7 separate regions of the Mus musculus genome follow, and all the other regions are linked to region 2. Evidence: chromatin contacts called from public HiChIP or PLAC-seq and promoter capture Hi-C data. All regions are on one chromosome and are shown on one strand. Each heading gives the region's core, a stretch centred on a gene start, on an enhancer-like site or on the middle of the called end of the contact. The rest is flanking DNA. Distances are from core to core; before and after follow the strand shown.

Region 1 (3,361 bases), core at 720-3,219, 350 kb after region 2:
CCTCTTCCCGCCCCCCACCCCTGCCTCTATTACCATCTCCTCCCCTCCCTCACCCTCCCCTTCCCTCCGTATTAGTTCTCCCCATCTCTCTCCTTCTTTCAACTTCCTGTATGGATATGTGATGTCATATCTCAGCTCCCCATCCCTGTCCCCATGCCTTCATGGCCACTATGGACATACCCCTCCCCAAACCATGAACCAAACAAACTTTCTTCCTAAAGTTGCCTCTGGCCATAGTAATTTCTTACAGCAACAGAAAAGTCACAACTAAGGCGTGCCAGTCACTGCAAAATCTAGGAAACCAAGAGATGACTGTCACTTGGTTCATGGGCCAAAGAGAGAAGACAGCTACCCAGAAAATGTCCCAGAAAACTCTGGCTGTGGACAGGTGGCCCTGATGAGTACATACATGGGTGGGGGTGGGGGGAAGGGGAAACACCAAAGCTGTAGAAAACAGTACCTAAGAGGTTAGAGTGAGCAAGGCCTGGAGATGATAGTCTTTCTAAGTAAGGAGTGGAGCTGGACAACCTCCATGTCTGTAAGCAAAAGCTACAAAATCTTCTTTGCCCCAGAGCTCACCTTGGACACGTCGGTTAGCTCAGAGTGTCACCACAGACCTACATGAAACACACCATGAGACATCTAGAAGAAAACTGTTGTGTTCATAAAAAGGGAAAGAGCTATTAGAATGTGTTCTGGTGGGGTGTAGGGGAAGGGGGTGCCTCGGCGGGCCCATGCCAAGGCATCCCTTCCCCTTGAGGGAAACTTGGAACCTCAGCCTGGAATGACATGCCCTGTTTCCTTTCTCACTTGTCTTCTTCTTGCATCCTGTTTCAGGTGAAAGCAGAAAGAACAGTTTGGGACTTACAGGAACACCCCTGGCCTCGACATAGGCAAGTTCTCTGATCATTTGTGCTCCCTAAGAGTGTAACTGAATTTCTTCATAACTCCAGGCCGCTTCTGTTCTATGACGCATCCACACAACCAAATAAACGCTTGACAGGGATCCAGGAGCCTCAGACACGATGCTGAGCTACATCTGCCAAATGTGTTGTTTGGTCAGTGAAGTAAGAGTTGATCATATAGAGAGAAGTACTGGAGAAAAGGTGGGTCATTTTAGCAGAGGTGCAGGGGAGGCTGGGTAATGGGTGCCTACATGAATTATCTGTTGTCTGCTGGGGGAAAATCACTGTGTCCAAGGCAACTTAAAGAGTTCAGTTTGGGCCGGGCGTGGTGACGCATCCCTTTAATCCCAGCACTTGGGAGGCAGAGGCAGGCAGATTTCTGAGTTCGAGGCCAACCTGGTCTACAAAGTGAGTTCCAGGACAGCCAGGGCTATACAGAGAAACCCTGTCTCGAAAAACCAAAACCAAAAAAAAAAAAAAAAAAAAAGAGCTCATTTTGGTTTAAGCTTTCAGAGGCTAAGCCATCATGGTGGGGAAGCATGATTGCTCTCGGTGGGCATGATAGGAGGCAGGGCAGCAGGAACAGGAAGCTAAAAACTTGCACCTTCAAATGTAAGCGTGAAGCAGGAGTGAACTGGCAGTGGCGTAAAGTTACAACCCTCAAAGCCCCCTGTGCTCAAAAGTTTTATGACCAGTTGACACCAGCTAAAGATATCGAGGGGAGGGAACTTCAAGAAGGAAAATGCCTCTGGAAGATCTGGTTGTAGGCAAGCTTGTAGAGAGAGTTTTCTTAATTAGTGATTGATAGGGAAGGGTCCAGCCCATTCCAGTGGGTGGTACTATCCCTGGACTGGTGGTCCTGGGTAAGAAAACAGGCTTAGCAAGCTATGGGAAGCAAGCCAGTAAGCAGCACCCCTCCATGGCCTCTACATCAGCTCCTGGCTCCAGGTTCCTGCTGTTTAAGTTCCTGTCCTGACTTCCTTCATTGATGAACAGTGGTATGGAAGCGTGAACTGAATAAACCTTTTCCTCCTCACGCCACTTTGGTCATGGTGTTTCATCATAGCAATAGAAACCCTAGCTTAGCCAGCCACACTCAGTGACACACTTCCTCCGAAACTTCCCCCTAAATGATGCCACCAAGTGGGGACCAAGTATTCAAGTGCCCAAGACTATGCGGGTATGTTTGGCATTCAAGCCACCAGAGTAGAAAAATACAAGCAGATGGGGGAACGGGTGCCCACTGTACTGTAGCCTGTCAATGATCTGCAACATTTAATTATAGACTTCAAAATAACCAGAAAAGTTCTCCACACACAGAAATAAAACTTGCAGAGACAGAAATACTGTCTGCATACTTTACACACGTCTATCAAGTTTCTAATATTATAATCCACAAACGAGTACAAATATCAGGTGAAAACCAAAACAATCAAAAGTCATTTGAAATACCATTTGCTAGAAACTCTGTAAATCAATGGAGCCTTGGGTAGGAAGTTGGAGGCTCAGCGTCTTACCTCGGTAGCCTCATCTTTCTCTTTCTGGTGTGTTCTTCTAGCATCTTCTGAGGTAGATAGCTTACATGTGCTCCAGTCTTGGAATCCTCAAAGCCTTTCATTGTGATGGAAGTAGTTGAGGACCATGAGTGAGAGGGTTTGCTCAAAGCATCCCACAGGCCAGCCATTGAGGTAAATCTTGGACCGCATCTCCTTCAGCACAGAAAGTAAGGACCCCTTTGCAATAGAAAAGGCAGTTGCATTCTTTCTCAAACCTATCTGGTAATTATGACATTGATAATCTCCTTCCCAGATAGGGTATAAAACAGCTATTGTTTGTCCAGCCAGTGTTCGTTTTTCACTTTCTGAAAGAAGGGCTTTCAAATAATGGTTTGGTTTAATAACAGTGTGGTTAGTTCTGTCTGTTTCCCTTTAGACCATACCTATTTCCCTCTCCTTAATCCTGAGCGTGCCGATCATGTCTAACCACCCTGAGTCCAGGGGACGAAAGGGGCTCCCTTTTCATTTTCGGGAGAATAGCAGGAAGTGTAGCATTTTCTGAGTACCTATTGTGAGGCCAGCACTGTGTGGTGGTTAATGTTATGTGTTGATTTGAGCAGGCCGGTGGTCCCAGGTAGTTGGTTAAACATTATTCAGCATGCTTCTGTGGGATTGTCTTGAGTGAGATTTACATTTAAATCAGGACTTGGAGCAAAGCAGACTGCTTTTCAGAACATGGGCAGACTGTGGAAGTCCAGTAGTACAAAAGATTGGCCTCCCCAGACAAGAGTTTTTCTCTAATGCACGATCTTGGGACAACATTCAGAATATTGGCCCGTTTCTAGTTCTGCAGCCCTTAAATTCTTTCTTGAGCCTTTTGCCTGCTGATTTCCTCTGTCAGATTTTGGGTTCATCAGACCTCCCATTTATGTGTGCCAATTATTTAACCTCATCCCCCAG
Region 2 (3,300 bases), core at 677-3,176:
TAGAGAGGTGGCTCAGTGGTTAAGAGCACAGGCTGCTCTTCCAGAGGTCTTGCATGGGTTGGGTTTCCAGCACCCACATAGCAGCTCACAACCCTCTATAACTCCAGCTCCCCTCCGGGTGTCGGGGGAGGCAGGGGGTAGCAGAGGGGAGAATCCAATGGCCTCTTCTGGCCTCAGTGGGCACTGCATATACATGGCCCACAGACACACATATGCAGGCAAAACACCCACTCACCCACACGAACAAACAAATACTAACACGAGTGTTTGTGTGGCCCTTCACAGTCCACACAACTCTATCTCTTGCAACTCAGCACTTAAACTTTTGTTCCCCTCAGCACTGGTCCTCTCTCTTCACACTGCTCCTAAACCTCCAGGCTGGCTGCCTGTACTGATGCTTTGTCTTCTGGTCAGGCCAATTTCGGTTTCCATGACTACCCAGCATCTTAGTGTCATCCTTAACTTTGAAGTTGATCTTTGTCTACTCCATATCCTCCTAAAAATTTAACTGCTCCTGTTTCTCTTCTTCTGAGACTTCCACAGACTTCTCTAATGCCTTTGGAAGACTCGTCTATGTCACCCTTCAAGCCTGTGAACCACGAGCCCTTGCTTCGTTCTGACCCACAAATATTTACTCAACTGATATATACTGTGTTTGATATTGATTTGAACGAAAAACGATGTCTCACATAAGCCTGCTCTGATGAAAGAAATAACTACTTACACTTCTGAATCCCCAAGATTCAGGAAGCCCCCCACCCCCTAACACCCCGCCCCCCACCCCCCACCCCCCGTCCCCAAATTCCTTCTACACTGGCTAACTTGTGCTTCAAATCCCACCCTTGGAGTTTCATTCCATCGCTGGCAGCTTTCAATGTAAGAAGTTTAATCAGAACATTTCAGGATTGATAGAGGAAATGGAGGAGAGAGTCTAGGATATGGGCTGGGGAGGAAAGAACTCTAGGAAGCCAGGTGAGCTAAGAGAGGCTTCTCGGAATGACCTTGTTTCTCTTGTTCTGGTGTCCCAGGGAGGAGTTCAAGGACTGCTGATTTAAAAAGCCATCAGCTTCTATCAAGAGGTTCAGGGGTGGACACTGATGGTATGGCCCAGAGAGTGCTCCCATAGTCTGCCGAAAGTCCTCCTTCTTTAAGAAAAGCCAGTGAAATCCAAGTGGGGACTGACTGACAGCTGGGAAATACTCACCAGATTCCTCGGAGAAGACAAGCTGGCTGGGTAAAGGGGCTGCCTTTGGGGTGGGGAAGAGGGGGCCCAAGAGGGTCCTGGGAATGCAAACGGTGCTAGCTTAAGGTGTTTCAGGGGGGCAGGAGCGCAGGCATGCTGGGTGTGGGGCATGCCAGGGAAAGATGATGGATCAGGATGGAGGTCAAGGCCTGTGCTCGGTTTTCCCAGGGGGAGGACAAGCTCACCCTAGGAATGGAGGTCTTTGACTAGCAAGAACTGGATCCCTCAGAGCGTCGCGCTGGGAGGACCCTACAGCCCACCCCAGACTTGGGACACTTGGGGAAACTTTCCAGACTGGCTTGTGCCTAGCCTCTGGCAGCGGACTCCACGGAGCTCCAGGCCGGACGAGGGTGCAGACCGGGCGTGCGGGCGTGTGGGTGTGTGCATGAGCGTGGACTTGGAGCGACACACACTCACACACACACACTCACACGCCCGCACCCACGCAGGGCCCTCGGCCGCGTCTCCCCCGACCTTCGTGCCCAAGCAAGTTGCTTTCTCGGGACGGTTCCCCGCCGGTGATTTCTCACACCCTACAGCGGACAAGGGTCGCGGCGCGCTGGTCCCCTCCCGCCCGGGAAGGGGATGGGGAGAGGGCGCCCCGGGCTCTTACCGCTTGGCCGGCCGAGTGCGCGCGGGAGTCCCGGGTCCCGCCCCGCCACGTCGGCAGGACCGGCGGGGACGCGGCCGCAGGGGAGGGACCGGCCAAGCTGCCCCGCCCCGGGCCGCCCTCCTCTGCCTCTGCCCGGCCCCACTGCACCCTGACCTGCTGCGAACTCCGAACTCCGCCGTCCCAGATCGGTGGTCGGGGCAGAGCGCGGGGTCCCCTGCCTTCCATTACGAAGCACTGGGGAAGCCCTGCAGGTTGTAAGGAGTCCCCTAGCCTCACCGTGGGATTTCCCGGTTCTAAATTAGGTGGAATTCTCTGACCACGTCAGCGATGGGAGTGGGATGTGATTAGAAACAAAAGTAAAAAGACTCAAAGGAGCCATGCTTTCTAGAAGGCCAGCTTGGAAATGTGGATCAAAGCCCAAATTCATTCTCTTTGGCCTGGGCATTGCACATCTGCGTTTGGCGTGGAAAATGTATTTGTCCAAAGCAAACAAAATCTCCCCTCCCCTCCCCTCCCCTCCCTGATGGCAGCAGGGGGTAGGGTAGGGTGGGGCGGAATGGGATGGGGTTTGCACCACGTAGTTTCTCCGTGTCGCCCTGGCTGTCCTAGATCTCACTCTGTAGACCAGGCTGGCCTTGTACTCAGACCTCTGCCAGCCTCTGCCTAGGATTAAAGGTATGCGTCTCCAAGGTTTGACTGGTCACCATTTCTCATGCGCGCCCCCTTTCTGGTTTTCTCTTTGTAAGCTGCTCTCTCTTTTTAGGCAGCTTCCGTTTGTGTGTGTTTCTTTCCTTTGAGGAGTTGCTTGTGCATTTCTGTGCAGTTGCAAACAATAAACACCTGTTAGAATAGAACTTTGTGTGCTTGGGGGGACTTTTCACCACCCTGGAGTTCTTAATTTTAAGTAGTCAGTTGTTGGTGTAACTTATATGCTTGAGCCAGGGAGTGGCACTATTAGGAGGTGTGGCCTTGTTGTAGTGGGAGTGGCCTTGGAGTAGGTGTGTCACTGTGGGCATGGACTTAAGACCCTCATCCTATGGACTGCCTGAAAGGCACTGCTCTGCTAGCAGCTTTCAGATGAAGACTTAGAACTCTCAGCTCCTCCTGCACCATGCCTGCCTGGATGCTGCCATGCTCTCGCCTTGATGATGATGGACTGAACCTCTGAACCTATAAGCCAGTTCCAATTAAATGTTGTCCTTATAAGAGTTGACACGGTCATGGTGTCTGCTCACAGCAGTGAAACCCTAAGACAGTTGACTTCTGCTAGTTTGTTGCTCTTTTCTTTTTTCTTTTTAGGAAGATGAGAAAAAATGTTCAGAGTGGGAGGGGCTCTGAGTGGGGCCATTCAAGACTGATAGTTTTGGATCTCTAAGCTAGTTCAGGTATTTGCATTTGCTTCCATTACTTCGTTTATTTGTTTCCCTCTGATAGTGAGACCACT
Region 3 (3,146 bases), core at 194-2,693, 420 kb before region 2:
TCTCTGAGTTTGAGGCCAGCTTGGTCTACAGAGAGAAGTCTAGGGCAGTTAGGGCTACATAGGGAAACCATCTCCAAAAACCCAAATAAATAAAATAACTATCAAGAGAAAAACCTATACTTTCTCAATTAGATGCTAGATATAAAATGGGATATGGCAGCATAAAATGGTCATTTTGGAAAGGATGAAGAAATGGCCAAAGGGTACAGAAAAACCTACAAGGCTTGATTAAAAAAGAAAAAAAAAAAAAAAAAAAAAAAAAAAAAAGCACAATGCCAGGCAGTGCATCTTTAATCCCAGCACTTGGGAGGCAGAGGCAGGTGGATTTCTGAGTTCGAGGCCAGCCTGGTCTACAGAGTGAGTTCCAGGACAGCCAGGGCTACACAGAGAAACCCTGTCTCAAAAAATCAAAACCAAAACAAACAAACAAACAAACAAAACCAAACAATGCACAAAGTCAAAGTGGAATCTAATGTTCAATTACCTTTCTCCTTTCTGGCGCTTTAAGTTTCCTTTATATTCATCCCATGTACTCTTGTCTGCAAGATCACCAGATACAAAATCTTGAAGGTCTGGTCCATTATGCAAAAATTCCTTTTTCTTATCTGGCAAAGAACTTAATGCTCTAACCGTGAACGCATATCTTCCAAATATCTACAAAAAGGGTTCAGTACAACATTCACTCAGTAGACTCTGAAATAATTTAGTTTTAACCCATTATAATACCAAAGCTAAAGAAATTGATTCAGAAATTATGTAAAACGATTTAAGAGCTCAAACTACGTAGATCAGAACCTGAAAAAGACTCAAGGTGAAAGAACCGTAAGTCACGGCGGCTCAAACACGTAATGCAGCTCTCAGAGGAGGCAGAGTGAGGAGTCGTCTTTGGTCTAAGAATTTAGTTTCAGGCCAGCCTAGATTACAGAGACCCTGATGCACGCTCAGCCATGACAAATGGGGGAAAAAAGTGGGACGCAGATCAAAGTTAACCGCTAAATATAGGTTAGAAAACCTTAGTGGGTGACTTAACATGCCACGTTTTCATGTCTTCTATTCCTAAAACAGGTACTAAAATATGTTGTCAACAAGTTTGCAATAATTAAGATATGCCACAGCTGTCGGGGCTTTTAAAAAAAGGATATCTGGAACAATTTCCCTAGTTTTGAACTTAGGATAAGCAATGGCGTTCCCGCCGCTCACCCGGGACCCCAGGCTGCGAGCTGTATCCCAGCAGCGTAGAGCCATCCCCCTCTTTTAGGTCTCAGGAGTGTCAAGGGATCGAGGGAACAGCACCCCCGGCACCGGACGCGTCCAACAACTCGTCGCTTGAGTCATGACGCGATACGTCGTCGCCGACCGGCGCGACTCGACTAGCTCGGCAATCGAGTAGTTCCGCCTTAAAGCCGTCGCTCGGGTCGTGACGCGACACGCAGGGCCCTGACGGATTACAAGAACGTGATGACGAAAGACGTTCTCTCTTTGCCCCATCTACTGCGAGGTGAGGAGCTTAGGGACCGGGTGCCCCGGGAATCTGAACCCATCCTCTGTTTGGGGACCCCGGCGGCATGGAGCCGATGCCCCAAGGCTTTGTCCCGACTGTCCCCCAGCACGACGTGCGTCCTTGGGACTTGGTGGCGCGAGCTGGAAGTGGCGTTCGGGCTTTCAGGCCCATCTCGGTCGTAGCCCTTCCGCCATGGCGCACCGAGCCGGGCTTCCTTACTCTTCTCCGGGGCCCCCGGTCCAGTCCTTGTCCCGGACACACCTGGGTCCTTGTTGCCGGCTTTCGTAGCTGGCGATTCCCGTTGGGAGCGGAACGCTGCCGGGTCTCGGGTGTAGAGCGTCCCCCGCCCCAGCCGTCTCACCCGGGTGTCTGTGTTTCAGGATGAAGACCATTCTCAGCAATCAGACTGTGGACATTCCAGAGAATGGTGAGTAGATGGCTCCCCGCCGGCCGCTGACGGCTTTCCTGCATGCTCTAAACCCCGGCCTATGGTCTCACCAGTTCACTTTCTCGTTTAGTCGAAATCACTCTGAAGGGGCGCACAGTCATTGTGAAGGGCCCCAGGGGGACTCTGCGGAGGGACTTCAATCACATCAACGTGGAGCTGAGTCTTCTTGGGAAGAAGAAGAAAAGGGTAAGAACTTGTGTCTTCCGATGCTTCGGGTGCTTGCTTGTAACAAAACCCGGTAACCGATGTTAATCCCCCACCCCATGCGTGGCCGAGTGGGTTACTCGGACTCAGTTCTTTTATGAGTGAACTTGGGTGTGTGTGTGTCGTCCCTCTGGTGTCCTGTGCGTGTGACATACGGTGCATTTGTACATGGCTTTGCGTGCTAGTACTCGCCAGCTAAAAGTGCTGTGTTTTAATTCTAAAGTTGTTGTGTTTCAGCTCCGGGTTGACAAATGGTGGGGTAACAGAAAGGAACTGGCCACCGTCAGGACCATCTGCAGTCATGTTCAGAACATGATCAAGGGTGTCACGCTGGTAAGTCAGCCCTCCACTCTGCCCTTTAACCCTTTGGAAGAGGTTCCTTGGGTGTGTATAAATGTCTAGGGCCAGGATGGACTGTACTTCTACAAAGGAGGCACTTTCAGATATTGGGGGTGGGTTAGCACAGATCAGACCCAGGAATTTGCTGGGCAGGCTCCTTTACTTCTGTTTCAGGGGTTTTGTTTGTTGGTAGATACATATAGTGGAGATTGCTGGCTGGTATGTTTGGGACTCAATGGATAGAAAAGACAGCCAGAGTTATACTCTGTCTCAAAAAAACAAACAAAAAGATCTGACTTGTGCATCTCTGAAGTTACTGTTCTAGATCCTTTCTCCCAAAACAGTTAATGCTGAAGAGGTGTTGTTTTATAAACACAAGCTGTACTTTGTATACCTATTGGATCGTGTTACCCTGTTGCTCCTGGGGAGGACTGGGCCTTTTGTTTAGTCTGGAGTCACTTATTATCTGGTGGTGTCTGTAGTAACTCCACAGATGCCTAATGCCAAAAATGAGGATCTTATGCCCTCAAAGGATGAGATAGTAAAAGAAAGCTTCCTCCTGGAGCTTTGGGAAGATGTTGCAACTTGCATATGGTGGGTAGAGTGCGTGTGTTAAATTTCCACGACATGACAAAAGCACCTTAGGGCATTTAG
Region 4 (3,000 bases), core at 191-2,690, 480 kb before region 2:
CAAGGATGGGGCAAACCCTGCCGAGCCACCGTATTTACCTTATGCTCTCCATGTAAACCCACCAAGACAGGACAGATTTAGTGCTGCATGGGTGGGGACAGGTACTATGCCCCTTCGATACTCATGGGATGTGTTAATGTCTCTTAACTCATTCTCTTTTAATGCCAGGGACAGGACCCGCCAGCCCCTCCCGTGGACTAACGTCCTGGTGTGGGAAGCAGCAATGGTTTAACACCCTGCACGACCGAGCGACTGAAGACGACCAGGCACTAACTGTCTCCTTTTCCATCTGCAGTTTGGATGGTATTGTTTTCATGAGCTTCTAGAAATTTCACTTGCCAACTGCCTTTTGCTTCCTGAGTTGCCACCGTCCTTATTTACAGTATCCCTGAGTAAATGATTCTATTGAAAAGTTGAGGGCTTTGTTGGTTGGCCTAAGCTTAAACATTCCACTCGTTCTCCCTGCAACCCTGACTAGAACGTCTGTGGTGGTTTCTGGCCCAGCTGAAGGAAAATTGAGATTTCTGCATTTAAGTATTTTAAGTGGGTTTTGATAGATTTTAATTCTTTCCATAAGGTATTTATTTGGGGTTGTCTGGTGTGAGTGACAGAGCCACACTGTAGTTACTTTACTGGCCCTTTTCTGTAGTCCTTGGGACAGTGAGCATTTTCCTCACAACCTCCAGCTGGCTTTATGGCTAGAATACGGAAAGCGAACTGGTTGTTTACTGATTTTTTTTTAATTCCCATTAAAATTTTCTGATGTTAAGAATACTTTAAATAAACATGATTGATTAATATAGTGGTTGGTTTAGAATCCATTTCGTGTCATTGAAAGCCACTGTATGCTAGCCTTCCTCGCCTCACGATATTTGTTCTTCAAGTTGAGTGCCTCTTCAGCAAGCTTCTCTTCCAGTCTAACCCTTCCCTGTTAAAATCGCCTGTGTGTGGGGCTGGCATTTTAACACCCGTGACTTAAATTCATACCTTTTTTTTTTTAATTAAAAAAAATGAATCTTTTGTTGCCTTCTGACTTATGAGGAGAAGAGCCTTTAATCTGAGGTCTTGGTTTCTTCCAAGGGAAAGGAGGAGAATGACAAACGAGAATATTTTTGTCACCTCTCAGCTCAGTTCTGTTTAGCAGTAGGATGCAGATGCATTGGAGTTGGAAGGAGCGTTGGTAACTGAGATTTTGAAATGTGTTTAACCAGTCAGAAGTTCAAAAGCAGTGAATACAGACTGCATCAAACAGGCCTGGGCGGCCTGGACGCCTGGACTCTCTCCTCCTAGGAATCACTGCAGGGGATTTGTCCGGACCAGAACATATTTTGTTATCAAGGTAAAGGCTGATCCCTTCTTGGGCAGTCTAGGCTGTCACTGTACAGAGCTGAGAGACTATTTGTGTGAGCTAAATGAACTTCTACCATACTGCACCACGACCTGCCCTGTGACCCAATTGGGTAACCTGCCCTTTCTCCCAAGCAGTGGTTATCAAGGTCTGGCTGTAAGCATTGTTAAGGGCATCTCTTTGTCCCGTATGGTAATCCTGGCTACTTGTGCTCTTCCTGGTTCCCTTGGCTTTGTACTCAACATTTAAACAATAATATAACCACCTCTTAGCTACTTGTGTTTCTAAGGAGTGACTTAACCAGGTAAGTTAAATTCTGAACAAATTAACAACACACGGTACAGGATTCCTCTTTTGCTGTGGCCACCCAGAAGTCTTACCCGCTTAGTAGCCTGTAGCCAGTTTAACACAAAAAGCCAGATATGGTAGCAGTCTCAAGACCAGACGAGGCTACATAGTGAATTTCAGGTCAGGTTTGGCGAGGCATGGGAAGACTTTGTCTCACAAAGGAAAAAAAATGGGGTGAGGGACTTAACCTGAGCAAAACTGGAATGGCCTCGAGTGGATCTAAAGCTGTAGTGTTTCTTCTCCTGCCCTCAGCCTTTGAAGGCTGCACATATGTCCCAACAGTGCTTTCTAACCTGCTGATGGCCTCACACAGTCTGCCTCACAAATAGCTGAGACTTCACCTTGGATTAAAATAAAAATGGCGAAGGGTAGAAAGAAGGCTTGGCAGTTACGAGCACTGGCTGCTCTTCCAGAGGACCCAGGCTCATTTCCCAGCCACCACACGGCAGCTCACAGCTGTCTGTAACTCCAGGGTATCCAACACCCTCACAGAGGCATACACGCAGGCAAAAGACCAATGAGCATAAAAGAAGAGTAAATCAATTATTTTTTAATGGAGACAATGTGGATACAGAACATCTAGTATTAGAGACCTGGAAAAGTATATTTTTATTCTGGGTATTCATTTCTACCACGTGCACTTACGTCTAAATATCATAGTTTTTCCCTATGTAACCCCCCTATTACGTTAGTAACTCAGCACCCTTTTTTTTTAACCTGATAAAGATTTTACTTTCTGACATAGAAATGGCTTAGTTATGTGTTCATCAGAAGTACATATGAGCACAGTTGTACAGAAGGTTCCATCAAGACTTGTGTGTGTGTGTGTTTGAGACAGGGTTTCTCTGCCTAGCTCTGGCCTCAAGCCCAGAGATCCACCTGCTTTTGCCTCCCTGGCTGAGATTAAAGCCATGTGCCACCACCACCTGGCCTGACCCAGGCGTTTCAGTGCTTGGTAACAGTTGGATTTCTTTGAGAAGTACTTGGCCTTGGGTTTTTACCTTTAGTCTTTGCTATTTTTGTTTTCTTTGGTAATTTTTTCTATATTCCTAAGGTGATAATATCTTGCATAAAATATTATTACTAACCCAATTAATAATTTGCTATTCTCTTCCTTAAGTGTCTACATGTGGCCCTTTAAGCTAGCATATTTGTTCACCATTATTTGGCTTGCAAACATTCACTTGCTCTGTAGCTAGAATTCTCGTAAACTAAAAAGAGAAAGCTTACAGTCTTGACGTTAGGCCGTCCACGCCACCAAGAGCAGTCACTTGAGAGCTTCTTCATACTGTTTCATACAAAAT
Region 5 (2,926 bases), core at 72-2,571, 370 kb before region 2:
TAAAGTTATATGCAATTGTTAATTTCTATTCCACAACCAGGTTGCTCATTTACTCATAGGAAACTTGCTGGCCAGGTGTGGGCTACCACCCCTATAATCCCAGCAGTGGGGTGGTGGAGGCAGGCCCACTAGAGTTTCATAGCAAGAGCAGCTTCCAAAGCTTGCTTATCCTAAATCTTTTCTTGTTTTTTTTTTTTTTTTCCCCTGTGTGGGCGTGTCTTGGTTATGTCAAAGATTTGACTATTCTTTAAGAGACTTAATGAAGCTTTAGGAAGGAATTAAGGGGCTAGTTTTCTTCCTTCCTTCCTTCCTGTCTTTCTTTCTTAGATTTATTTATTATATGTAAGTACACTGTAGTTGACCTCAGACACTCCAAAAGAGGGCATCAGATTTCATTACGGATGGTTTTGAGCCACCATGTGGTTGCTGGGATTTGAACTCAGGACCTTTGGAAGAGCAGTCAGTGATCTTAACCGCTGAGCCATCTCTCCAGTCCCGGGGGCTAGTTCTCTTAGCTTGGTAGTTTTAGAGCAAAGACATTGGGGCTGAGGGTTGCCCAGTTGGTTGCATGCATTCACAGTAGCTCTGAGTTTGATCCCTTGCATCGTGTAAAGCAGGAGTGTTGGCATATATCTGAGATTTCAGCGTTTGGGAGGCAGTAGAGAAATCAGAAGTTCAAGGTCATTCTCAGCTACATAAGGAGTTTGGGACCTGGACAAGTCACATGATCTTCTGCCTCAGAAAAACAACCCCCCCAAACAAACAAAATGCCTTTACTGTAAACAGTCCGTTAAATGCAAACATATACCCACGTGATGGAAGGTTCCCTGAAAGTTGTTCTCTGACCACAGCTTGTCATTCCATCTTCAATAGATAAATGTATTAAAAAGTTAAAAAAAATGTCCATTCACTAAGGGTCTGTTAGTTTGAGCCAAAATCAATAGGTCAAACATTAAAAATAAAATAAATCAGTGTAAAGTTTGATGAGAACAGTTGACCTTTGCGGGGCGCATCGAATACACTTCATCCTACCGTGGTGGCAGTAAGAACTTCTGGAAGCGGCTACAGAGCACTGCCCTTGCAGCACGTGCGTGTACTGCAGGAAGGAAGCCACCTGGGAACCCGGCTTAGAGGAAGTCAGCCTCAGATCCCAAATTGGGCGTCTCCCGGCCACGATCGCACGCGCACTCGCCGTCCTACAAGGTAGCAACCCTCCGGTTGCTAGGGCTGTGGTCCTGCACCCAGTGCGCAGCTCCCGCCTCGGGGCGGGGCCGCGGGGAACGCGCGCCTCCGACGTCATCGCCGCGCGCCGCCGCCCGCGCTTCTGCTACTTCGCGGGAGAAGTTGTTGGCGCCAATGGATCCCGAGCCCCGATAACGAATTACCCCAGCCACGGGCCTGCCCACCTGCTCCTGTTCGGTCGTGGGGCTGCGATGGTGAGCCGCCCGGGAGGCCGTGCAGCTACAGAGGCTTTGCAGGCGGGGGTGTGAACGGGGCGCCGCCGCGGTGCGGGATGGGGAGGACGATGCAGAGGGCTCCGAGGGGCCCGGCTTAGGGTGCGGGGCGCACCAGGGACGCAGCTGCAGGGAGGTGGCTGCTACGCGGCAATTTCACATCCCCACCCCCCCGACTCTTGGGGGAAGGGAGGAAGGAAGAAGAAAGTTGATTTGGACGGGGCGTTAAAAGTTACTTTCGTGTACAGCCTTGTCCCAAATCATCTCTGTTGGAGTGCTTCCTAAAGTCCCGACTTCAAGCTTTGCGTGGAAGAATGTCACACTTGGCTTTCGCAGGGAGAAGTTTGCTCGGGCCTTCAGCTTGAATCAGCTTCCTGGAAGCGAGTGTCAGCTGTGACACAAGGAAGTTTATTTGTTTATTTTGTTTAGAATAATTTATAGGAGTTGAGCGGATCCTGGTTTACCAGGAATAAAAACACGGCGAGTACAGACGGATGTTCTGTATTTGACAGCTGTCATCTCTTATCACCTGTTACGATAAGTAGTTTTTTTTTTTTTTAAACCTCAGTTCCAACTTCAATAATTCAATGTAGTGGACATTCAAATAGTTTGAAAGTGAAATTGTTTGAAAGTCCCTGGCATAGGAGACAGATACAAGTTGGAAATAATTTTTAATTTACTGGACCACTGAAGATGTTCAGCTAATCTACAAGATATTTAACAATCACACTTACACACACTTTTATTATTCTTAAGCTTGTCAGAACACCAGCATGCAGGGGAGAAAAGTGTTACACCAAACTGGAAAAAGTTTCAGCTCTCTGTTTTTTATTCTTTGGGGAAAAAAGATAGTGATGGTAGCCACCCAGAGTCGGCCTTTTTATTTTCGGGATAATATGTGAGTTTGCTTTAAATACCGTCTAGAAATTCATCTGAAGTGTTGTTTTGGAAAATATTTATTCTTATTTTAGTTATGTGTATCTGTGTTTGTATATGCACACATAGTTTGTGTATGCACACATATGTTTGAAGGCCCATGGTAGCCAGAAGAGTGTGTCAGATCCTCCAGAGGTGGTGTTACAGGTGGTTTTGAGCTGCTTTCTGTGGGTGTTAGTTCTGGAAGTCAGGGTCTCTGCAAAGAACAATATGCACTCTTAACCACTGAACCATTTGTTCAGCCCCCAAGTCCAATACATTCTTATTTGACTTGTAACGTGTATGTTGTGTCTGAGTATATTTCTGTGACTATGCATGCCTGATGCCATCAGAGGCCAGAAGAGGGTGTTGAACCCTTTGGAATTGGAGTTGAACTCATGTCCTCTGAAAGAGCAGCAAGTACTCTAACTCCTGAGACATCTCTTCAGTCATACCTCTCCAGTTCATTGGTGGTGCATGACTTTAATCACAGCACCTGGGAGGCAGAGGCAGGTGGATCTCTATAAGTTTGAGGCCAGCCAGCTCTACAGAGTGAG
Region 6 (3,261 bases), core at 234-2,733, 460 kb after region 2:
TTGGTGAATTCTTTGATGAATCTCCAAGAAATTCACGGGCTCTGCCATAATTCACGGGCTCTGCCATGTGAGTAGCACCTACAGGTGCCTGAGACCCAAGCCTGTACCATTGGAGAAGCCAGAACTAGCGCAGCTTCCAAGCCTTGAGGTGGTCTCAGGAAGTCAACGGGAGAAGTCCTGTGCTGCTTGCACTCAGGGTGGCCCTTTGTCCTGCTTGCTGAGTTCTCCTTTCTCAACAGAAGCCAGCAGCCAAGCCTGGCTCCTTCATGAGATTTTTTTTTCCTCCCTTGGATGCAGCAGAGACCTCTTTCTACAAGTCCCAGAACTGTTTTCCCGGCTTTACAAACGAGGAAGCATGAATCTCTGTAGAGAAGCCTGCAGCCACTGGTTCTAAATGTTGAAGGAGAAAAATGAATGTATTCTTAGCCTGGACCTGCTAAGGACAGACCATGCACTGACACTTCCTGCCGGGTGCACCTTTCCTCCTCTTGCACACATGCTCCCCCTGCTGCCGGAAGCTGGAAGTGCGCCCGTGGGTGGGGCTGCGAGGACCACCTTAGCCCATGTTAATGCCCGCGTCAAAAAATTCCAAAGGAGTGACCAAAGACGAAATCATAGTCTTAAGATTCTTCCAAAGGTTCCGAATAAAGCTTTTCTTTTTCCATATCAGACATAGGCTTTGTAATAAAGGATGAATGTACACCTCCGTACCCTTCCTTAAAGGGTTAAATGAACGCAAGGACTTCAGGGTTAGAGTCGGTCACAGTTCCAGGATTTGATGAGCCTCGGCTTCTTTACCTGTACTTTGAACACAGTGACATTGTGCATCTCACAGCATAATTGTGGAACACATCCATGAATAGGAGTGTGCTAAATGTTATAACATAAACAAAATTACTGTGTGCTGTCTCTTCTAACATCCTCTTTCCCTCTCCTGCCTCCCCCTCCTTTCCCTCTCCTTTCCTCTTCTTTCTATCCCAGCTCCTCTTTCTCTCCCATTTTTAAAAACATATTTAAGTGGACATTATTTTGAAGCAGCTTAACCCTCCCACACCCCAAAAGGAAGGAAGGCAAAGAAAGTTCAGCCACAAACCGGAAGTAACAGAAAAAAAAAAAAAAGCCAACCCGTATCTCTGGCAAAACAGTAAAAAAGTGAAAGAAAGAAAGGAAGAAAGAAAAAATAAAGCAGTTTTAGGCTTTCGGGAGATCAAGTTCTATTTAGCTAACATGGGTTGCCAGCCTGGCTTGACCCCCTAAGTAGGGGGTTTTAGAGATGACTGGATAATTCTTGACCTCCGTTTGACCTCATAAATAGGAATTCTCATTCGGCATTGTAGGAGCTCTGGAGCTAGTAGGTTCCTGCCTTTTTAAATGTAGGTCTCTCCTCCTTTTCGCCGGTGGCAGTGGGCGGGCATGGGCTCGCGGCAGGGAGGGGCCGCCACGCCTGCGCCCTCCTGGGAGCCGCCCTGCCCTGCTGCTGCTGCTGCTCCTGCGGGCAGCTCAGGGCCCCGCTGGCTCCCTCCCTTCCTCTAGCAGCTCTGCCACGTGGTAGATTGGCTACTTCTGGGAATGTGAGAAAGCACTCCAATGAGGGCCATACCAAGAACTTTACAGCTCTATAAATTGTGTTAAACTTTCCTTACAAGCGTCTGTTTAGAGGAGACGAACCCTTAGATATTCTCTATAGCACAAGAAAACAGGGGCGACGGGACCAATCAGGACAGTGCTGGCTGTTGTGCTTGCTTAGTTCTTGAAAATGTTATAGCATTCTTTTGTCTTTTCCTTCTTGGGGGGTGGGGGGTGGGGGAGCGGTTTAAGGTAAGGAGGGGAGGGTCTAAAAAAGATGCGGGTGAACATCACCTCACCAGCTTTCATGGAAGTTTCTGCCCTAGGACTGAGGAAGAAGACAGCAGCCTTTCTGGCCCTGAACTTCTCCAAGTAAAGTGCTTGGGGAAAGGGGACCTATGTCTCTCTTTAGAGTAGCCCAAGTATATGGTACAGTGACATGGAATCAAATAAACGCATTCTTAAGGTTGGATCTTGCCACGACTTAGGCTGTGTGTTTTGAAACCGCTTAGCCAATGACCTCCCACTGTGCATGTGCAATGGAAACCTCTGTGTGTGTGTGTGTGTGTGTGTGTGTGTGTGTGTGTGTGTGTGTGTGTGTTGACCATGCGCCTGTCAACAGGAGAAGTCAGCCTGTGGTATTGATGGGAAGAGTGAAGAGGGCAAGGCCACAGAGCTGGTTTCCTGGGAAGGCCAGCCTAGGTCAAGGTCTGAATGCCGTATTCGGTACCAGTGATGATGGGTCTGCCAGCAATCCTTCATGGTAAATTAAACAACTGGCATTTGAAAACATAAGTCAAAATAAACATTTAACCTATTTATTATGTATTTATTTTACAAATTACACTGGGTGTGTTTCCAATGCAAAAACACACACACACACACACACACACACACACACACACACTCGGGTACCCTCTTAAGTAGAGAGCACATTTTAAATTAAAATTTTATTTTAATAGGTCATTTATTTCTACAATTCAAAAGTCAAATTTTAGAACACACTGTACCTGAAAGGTCTTGCCTAAACCTCCCTCACATCATCTGATTTCTTCAGGTTCTTTTTTTCCTTCATCGATAACCATTTTTTTAAATGTTACTTGTTTATGAAATTCTTGTAGATTCAGAGCCTGACCGTAAGTTGAGTCGCACACGGTTATGTTTTGAATTGGGTCTCTTTAAGTGGTATCTGGCTGGCCTAAACAACCTGCCTCTTGCCGGGGACCCCCAGGGACCACCGAGGACCCAGGAGATGGGCTACAAGAAAGAGAACCTGAGAGTTGAAGCTGCTATAGGGGAATAGGGTGACTCCATATGTTCTTCAAGAATCCAGCCAGACGAGGCTGGTTCGTCGAGTGAGTCCTGGGATTCTTGCCTGCTACTGATGGGAGTTGCTGGCTAGCTTCACAGGGAAAAGCTGTCTCAGGGGAGCTGCAAGGAAGCCCGGGACAGGTACAGGTCAGATCACACAGATCCAGCCCTCCCACAGCTTAAGGGTTTGCTCGGAAGAAAGAACCCCATACAGAGCTGGACTCTCCAGAGGTTCTCCAGCTTGAACAAGGCCGATCAGCTGGCAGGCAGGGGTAGGCTGCAGAATCAGCTTTTTGTCTTGTTTGGACTTCTGCCAGGTCTGTTGCAACAAAGTGCAGCCAAGGGCAGAAGTTTCCCATTTTGGGGGTGATAGATGCTGGAAAG
Region 7 (3,020 bases), core at 100-2,599, 370 kb after region 2:
AGTTATCTCGAGGAACAAGAGGAGAGGCGTGCGTTTGTAGATAATCTCTTGTTTAGGGTGAGGCTTATTGTCTAGATTAATGTGTAGAGTCGGTTGGTACCGTTGACATTTTCACTGACAGATCTTACTTGTTAAGAGCTTAAGGGTGTGTGTGTGTATGATGTGTAGCTAAGTGATAGGAATGGAGAGAGAGTTCTAAAATACGCATAGATAGAAACCATACATGTTAAACATGAGTGTGTGATATGATCATATACACAAGGATACATATACTCCCATATAATATGTCTAGATTCAGAGTTCCAGGAAACTTAAGAATAAATGTGCTCTTCATTAAACCCCAGATTCCCATTTTAACTTCTATTTTTTTCCCAGAGATTTATTTATCTCTATTTTATGTGTGTATGTGTGCCTGCATGTATGTCTGTGCATGTGCAGAGTGCCCATGGATGCCAAAAGGCATAAGATGCCCTAGGACTGGAGTTAGATGGTTGTTAGTGTCAGTGTAGGTGCTGGGTACTGAGCCCAGGTTCTTCAGGAGAGCAGTCAGCAGCTCTCAACTGCTGAGCCGTCTCTCTTTTTATTTTAGAGGAGACCCATGTAGCTAAGCATATTACCAGCACTTGGGAGCAAGACTATGAGTTCAAGGACAGTCCAGGTTACACATGGAGTATAAAGCCGGGGGAGGGGGAGGGGAGACAGAGACAGAATGTGAATATGAGATGCATTACTTAGTTCTTAGTTGATTAGCTGAGACCATACTTACAGGCCTTTGTTTTTATTTTTAACCCTTTCCATGGACTTTTGCACACATATAACCATTCATTTGTGCAGGTTTTATCCAGCCAGTTTTTAAGAAAGACGTTTCGACCATATGGCTTTTAACTGTTCTTCCTCAAACTCTGTCTGGTATGCTGATATTCCCAGGGGGCTGGGTTTAGCTTATCCGTCCCCCTTCTTCTGAGCTGACACTGGGTGGTCCTCCAGCCGTGTCTGTCCTTGGGGTATCAGCAGCAGCTCTGGTTTGTGTATTTCACACATTCCCCTTCTCTACCCCAGTCCAGGAAGCGAGATCCCACCCTTGGCTTCCTTTAAAGCAGTTGATTATTTTTCCACAGAGATGGCATCCGTGCGTTATCTCACCTGGACATCAGATCTATGTCCAGATGGGCAAGCAACCTTTTATTTGTTATTATTTTAGATTTTTTCATCTTTAATTTATTAGATCTTAATTTTAGATCTTTAAGGATGTGATCTGCTACCTTAGCATCCCCCCACCCCCACCCCCGACCAGCTTGGGGAGCAGAAACCTTCACAGGCTTCACAATCGTCTGCTTCCTGCCTTGCTCACGAAGCCTGAGCAGCCGCCAATGAGGGTCTTAGACATTTGCTCCCTCGGTAGCTCAGCCCAGATGGTTTGTTTTCATTCAGCGTTTCTACTTCCGGTTTCTGATTCTTGGCCGTTACATCAGCAAGCAGCGCACCCGTAGAATCTGAGTGTATGTAGGGTTCTCGCTTTAGCATGTCTTCCAGCTGGCCCCTTTTGTGTTTCTTCTGTAGAGAACAGCTCTTTTTCTCTTGAGGAAAGGAAGGAAGATTTTGCAGTAAGAAGCTGGAAAAACTCCCCACCGAGTCCTGAGTAGCGGGGCCCTCTCTGAGTGCTGTGCCACTCAACCTGAAAGGCAAGGGCTGGTTGCCCCCAAAGGAAAGCTAGAGAAGAGAGAAACCCAGGCTTTTTAAAGGTTGATTTCTATTTCCTCTGCCCTGAACTGGAGGGCAGAAGACTGCAGTTTTCATCATAAATTAGACTTCATTTAATAAGTGCTCGCATGGATCTTAGCCTATGTACAAGACATGACTGCTTTGCAAGCTCCTCACGTTAATTCCATGTCAGAGTTACCTTCAAGAATAGTGCCAATCTCTGTATTTTACAGATGAGCAAACACCCATAGCTGAGTGACTCTGGACTCACACAGAGTCAATCAATCATATGACAGGAACGGAGTTGGGAGACCAGGTATATTATGTTGGTCAGACCCTATACCCTAGCTGCTATCTGCTACACTAGGGAGGGCAAATGGTCACCAATCTTTTATTTCCGTAAGGGACAGTCAGTGTCTCCAGAACAAACATCATATTTATTTTGTCTTTGTTCACAACAGATTTGATTTAAAAGAAAAAAAAAAAAAAAAAGGCCCACAAGAATCCACAAGGCCACATGCTGTGCTCCTGATCAGATGTCCCATGGGAGTCTTTCCTCTCTCAGGCAGGATCAGGTGGGCTGGCTTCATGGTTCAGGGCACGCTGGCAGTGTTTGTGTCACTTTGCAACTGTGTGATTCTTGTCATTCCCCTTTTAAGTGTGTCGTAAGCTTGGTGGCTTTTTGTTTTGTTTTGTTTTGTTTTTCATCTGTCTGCAAACCCCATTAATGCTTTGAGAGTCACACCCTTTTCAACCAAACATACTCAGATGCCGCACATAAGTTAGAAAGTGACCTTTACCCATGAAAAGGATTTTGAATCACAGGAAGTTCACTATCCTAGGCAAGGAAAAAAGACATTCATCTTTTTTTCCAATGTAAATCATTTCCTATGAAGTGCACTCTGACTCTAATGAAGTTCTTTAAGTGGGGACTAGGAAGATTCCAGAAAGATTAGAGAATCACATTTGTCCTGGTCTCCAATTTCCTCTGAAGAAGTCTGCAGGGTGGAGAGGCAGGTGGAGGTTGAGAGTCCTCAGAGGAAATGGCCAAGGGTGTTCTGGGTAGTTAGTTAGTACTGATTGGATGTCAGCATGGGCTGGACTCCTGGTAGCAAGGTTCCAGAGTTCGGACTGGGTTCCATTCGTGGACCTTGACATCAACGTAGAAAGAAATAGAAAACTAAAAATAGAAAACAAAACCTCACTGAGCAAGGCACAGAGTTAAAGCTGTATGGCTTTGTGAGACTCTTCTTTAAAGGTAAATGTATAAGTGACGTATGGACTGAGCTGAGATAAAATTTATTTCTCACCATGTATTA

The links. Promoter capture Hi-C pulls out the DNA fragments that hold promoters and counts their contacts. HiChIP or PLAC-seq counts read pairs in DNA pulled down with a chosen protein or histone mark.
Region 1: a contact with region 2 is called in an H3K4me3 HiChIP or PLAC-seq map of bone marrow-derived macrophages, with 2.8 times the contacts expected there. The contact joins the enhancer-like site here to the promoter of Fam114a1 in region 2. A contact is called at or near these places in 1 of 39 promoter capture datasets (the 3T3-L1 cell line) and 2 of 115 datasets of contacts at active chromatin or transcription factors (bone marrow-derived macrophages and pancreatic cancer cells).
Region 3: a contact with region 2 is called in an H3K4me3 HiChIP or PLAC-seq map of embryonic limb bud, with 2.8 times the contacts expected there. The contact joins the promoter of Rpl9 here to the promoter of Fam114a1 in region 2. A contact is called at or near these places in 5 of 39 promoter capture datasets (the 3T3-L1 cell line, 3T3-L1-derived adipocytes, the C10 cell line and 2 more), 6 of 115 datasets of contacts at active chromatin or transcription factors (bone marrow-derived macrophages, embryonic basal ganglia, embryonic forebrain and 3 more) and 2 of 9 other capture datasets (liver and macrophages).
Region 4: a contact with region 2 is called in a promoter capture Hi-C map of liver, with 2.2 times the contacts expected there. The contact joins the enhancer-like site here to the promoter of Fam114a1 in region 2. A contact is called at or near these places in 4 of 39 promoter capture datasets (embryonic stem cells, liver, pre-B cells and 1 more).
Region 5: a contact with region 2 is called in a promoter capture Hi-C map of second pharyngeal arch cranial neural crest. The contact joins the promoter of Rfc1 here to the promoter of Fam114a1 in region 2. A contact is called at or near these places in 15 of 39 promoter capture datasets (the 3T3-L1 cell line, the C10 cell line, cranial neural crest and 9 more), 1 of 484 Hi-C or Micro-C datasets (liver), 7 of 115 datasets of contacts at active chromatin or transcription factors (bone marrow-derived macrophages, embryonic limb bud, embryonic stem cells and 4 more) and 2 of 9 other capture datasets (adipose tissue and liver).
Region 6: a contact with region 2 is called in a FOXA1 HiChIP or PLAC-seq map of pancreatic cancer cells. The contact joins the enhancer-like site here to the promoter of Fam114a1 in region 2. A contact is called at or near these places in 7 of 39 promoter capture datasets (the 3T3-L1 cell line, the C10 cell line, embryonic stem cells and 3 more), 5 of 484 Hi-C or Micro-C datasets (the AML12 cell line, the Ba/F3 cell line, embryonic fibroblasts and 1 more), 10 of 115 datasets of contacts at active chromatin or transcription factors (the NIH/3T3 cell line, astrocytes, double positive thymocytes and 4 more) and 5 of 9 other capture datasets (adipose tissue, embryonic stem cells, liver and 2 more).
Region 7: a contact with region 2 is called in a promoter capture Hi-C map of pre-B cells, with 2.0 times the contacts expected there. The contact joins the enhancer-like site here to the promoter of Fam114a1 in region 2. A contact is called at or near these places in 4 of 39 promoter capture datasets (the 3T3-L1 cell line, the C10 cell line, pre-B cells and 1 more), 1 of 115 datasets of contacts at active chromatin or transcription factors (bone marrow-derived macrophages) and 2 of 9 other capture datasets (adipose tissue and liver).

Annotation. Positions count from the first base shown.
Region 1 is chr5:64,618,584-64,621,944 of GRCm38.p6, reverse strand. No RefSeq gene overlaps it. Among named protein-coding and RNA genes, the nearest start is that of Gm3716, 9.6 kb to the right of the region's middle. Within about 2 kb of position 1,969, at least 7 of the 459 cell types and tissues checked have an H3K27ac peak or open chromatin away from gene starts, as enhancers often do. A contact at or near this core is called in bone marrow-derived macrophages, where this site is marked.
Region 2 is chr5:64,968,701-64,972,000 of GRCm38.p6, reverse strand. Fam114a1 (family with sequence similarity 114, member A1) reads right to left here and starts at 1,926. Exons shown (of 14, transcript NM_026667.3): 1 at 1,857-1,926. Mir574 (microRNA 574) reads right to left here and starts at 1,683; the gene lies at 1,606-1,683. It also overlaps a transcript of Tlr6 not described here.
Region 3 is chr5:65,389,728-65,392,873 of GRCm38.p6, reverse strand. It overlaps Rpl9 (ribosomal protein L9), which reads left to right and starts at 1,443. Exons shown (of 8, transcript NM_011292.2): 1 at 1,443-1,498; 2 at 1,882-1,928; 3 at 2,020-2,135; 4 at 2,391-2,486. The coding sequence starts at 1,883. Lias (lipoic acid synthetase) reads right to left here and starts at 1,377. Exons shown (of 11, transcript NM_024471.5): 1 at 1,201-1,377; 2 at 485-654. The coding sequence starts at 1,245.
Region 4 is chr5:65,447,606-65,450,605 of GRCm38.p6, reverse strand. It overlaps Smim14 (small integral membrane protein 14), which reads left to right. Exons shown (of 5, transcript NM_133697.4): 5 at 169-3,000. The coding sequence ends at 201. Among named protein-coding and RNA genes, the nearest start is that of Ugdh, 13 kb to the right of the region's middle. Within about 2 kb of position 1,440, at least 5 of the 459 cell types and tissues checked have an H3K27ac peak or open chromatin away from gene starts, as enhancers often do. A contact at or near this core is called in liver, where this site is marked.
Region 5 is chr5:65,334,034-65,336,959 of GRCm38.p6, reverse strand. Rfc1 (replication factor C (activator 1) 1) reads left to right here and starts at 1,321. Exons shown (of 25, transcript NM_001347357.1): 1 at 1,321-1,436. The coding sequence starts at 1,434.
Region 6 is chr5:64,503,598-64,506,858 of GRCm38.p6, reverse strand. Gm52815 (a long non-coding RNA gene) reads right to left here. Exons shown (of 3, transcript XR_003955927.1): 3 at 1,079-3,261. Among named protein-coding and RNA genes, the nearest start is that of Gm52815, 9.5 kb to the right of the region's middle. Within about 2 kb of position 1,483, at least 309 of the 459 cell types and tissues checked have an H3K27ac peak or open chromatin away from gene starts, as enhancers often do. A contact at or near this core is called in the AML12 cell line, the Ba/F3 cell line, the NIH/3T3 cell line and 12 more, where this site is marked.
Region 7 is chr5:64,598,555-64,601,574 of GRCm38.p6, reverse strand. The region is part of intron 3 of Gm3716 (predicted gene 3716); the gene reads left to right. Among named protein-coding and RNA genes, the nearest start is that of Gm3716, 11 kb to the left of the region's middle. Within about 2 kb of position 1,349, at least 135 of the 459 cell types and tissues checked have an H3K27ac peak or open chromatin away from gene starts, as enhancers often do. A contact at or near this core is called in adipose tissue, bone marrow-derived macrophages and pre-B cells, where this site is marked.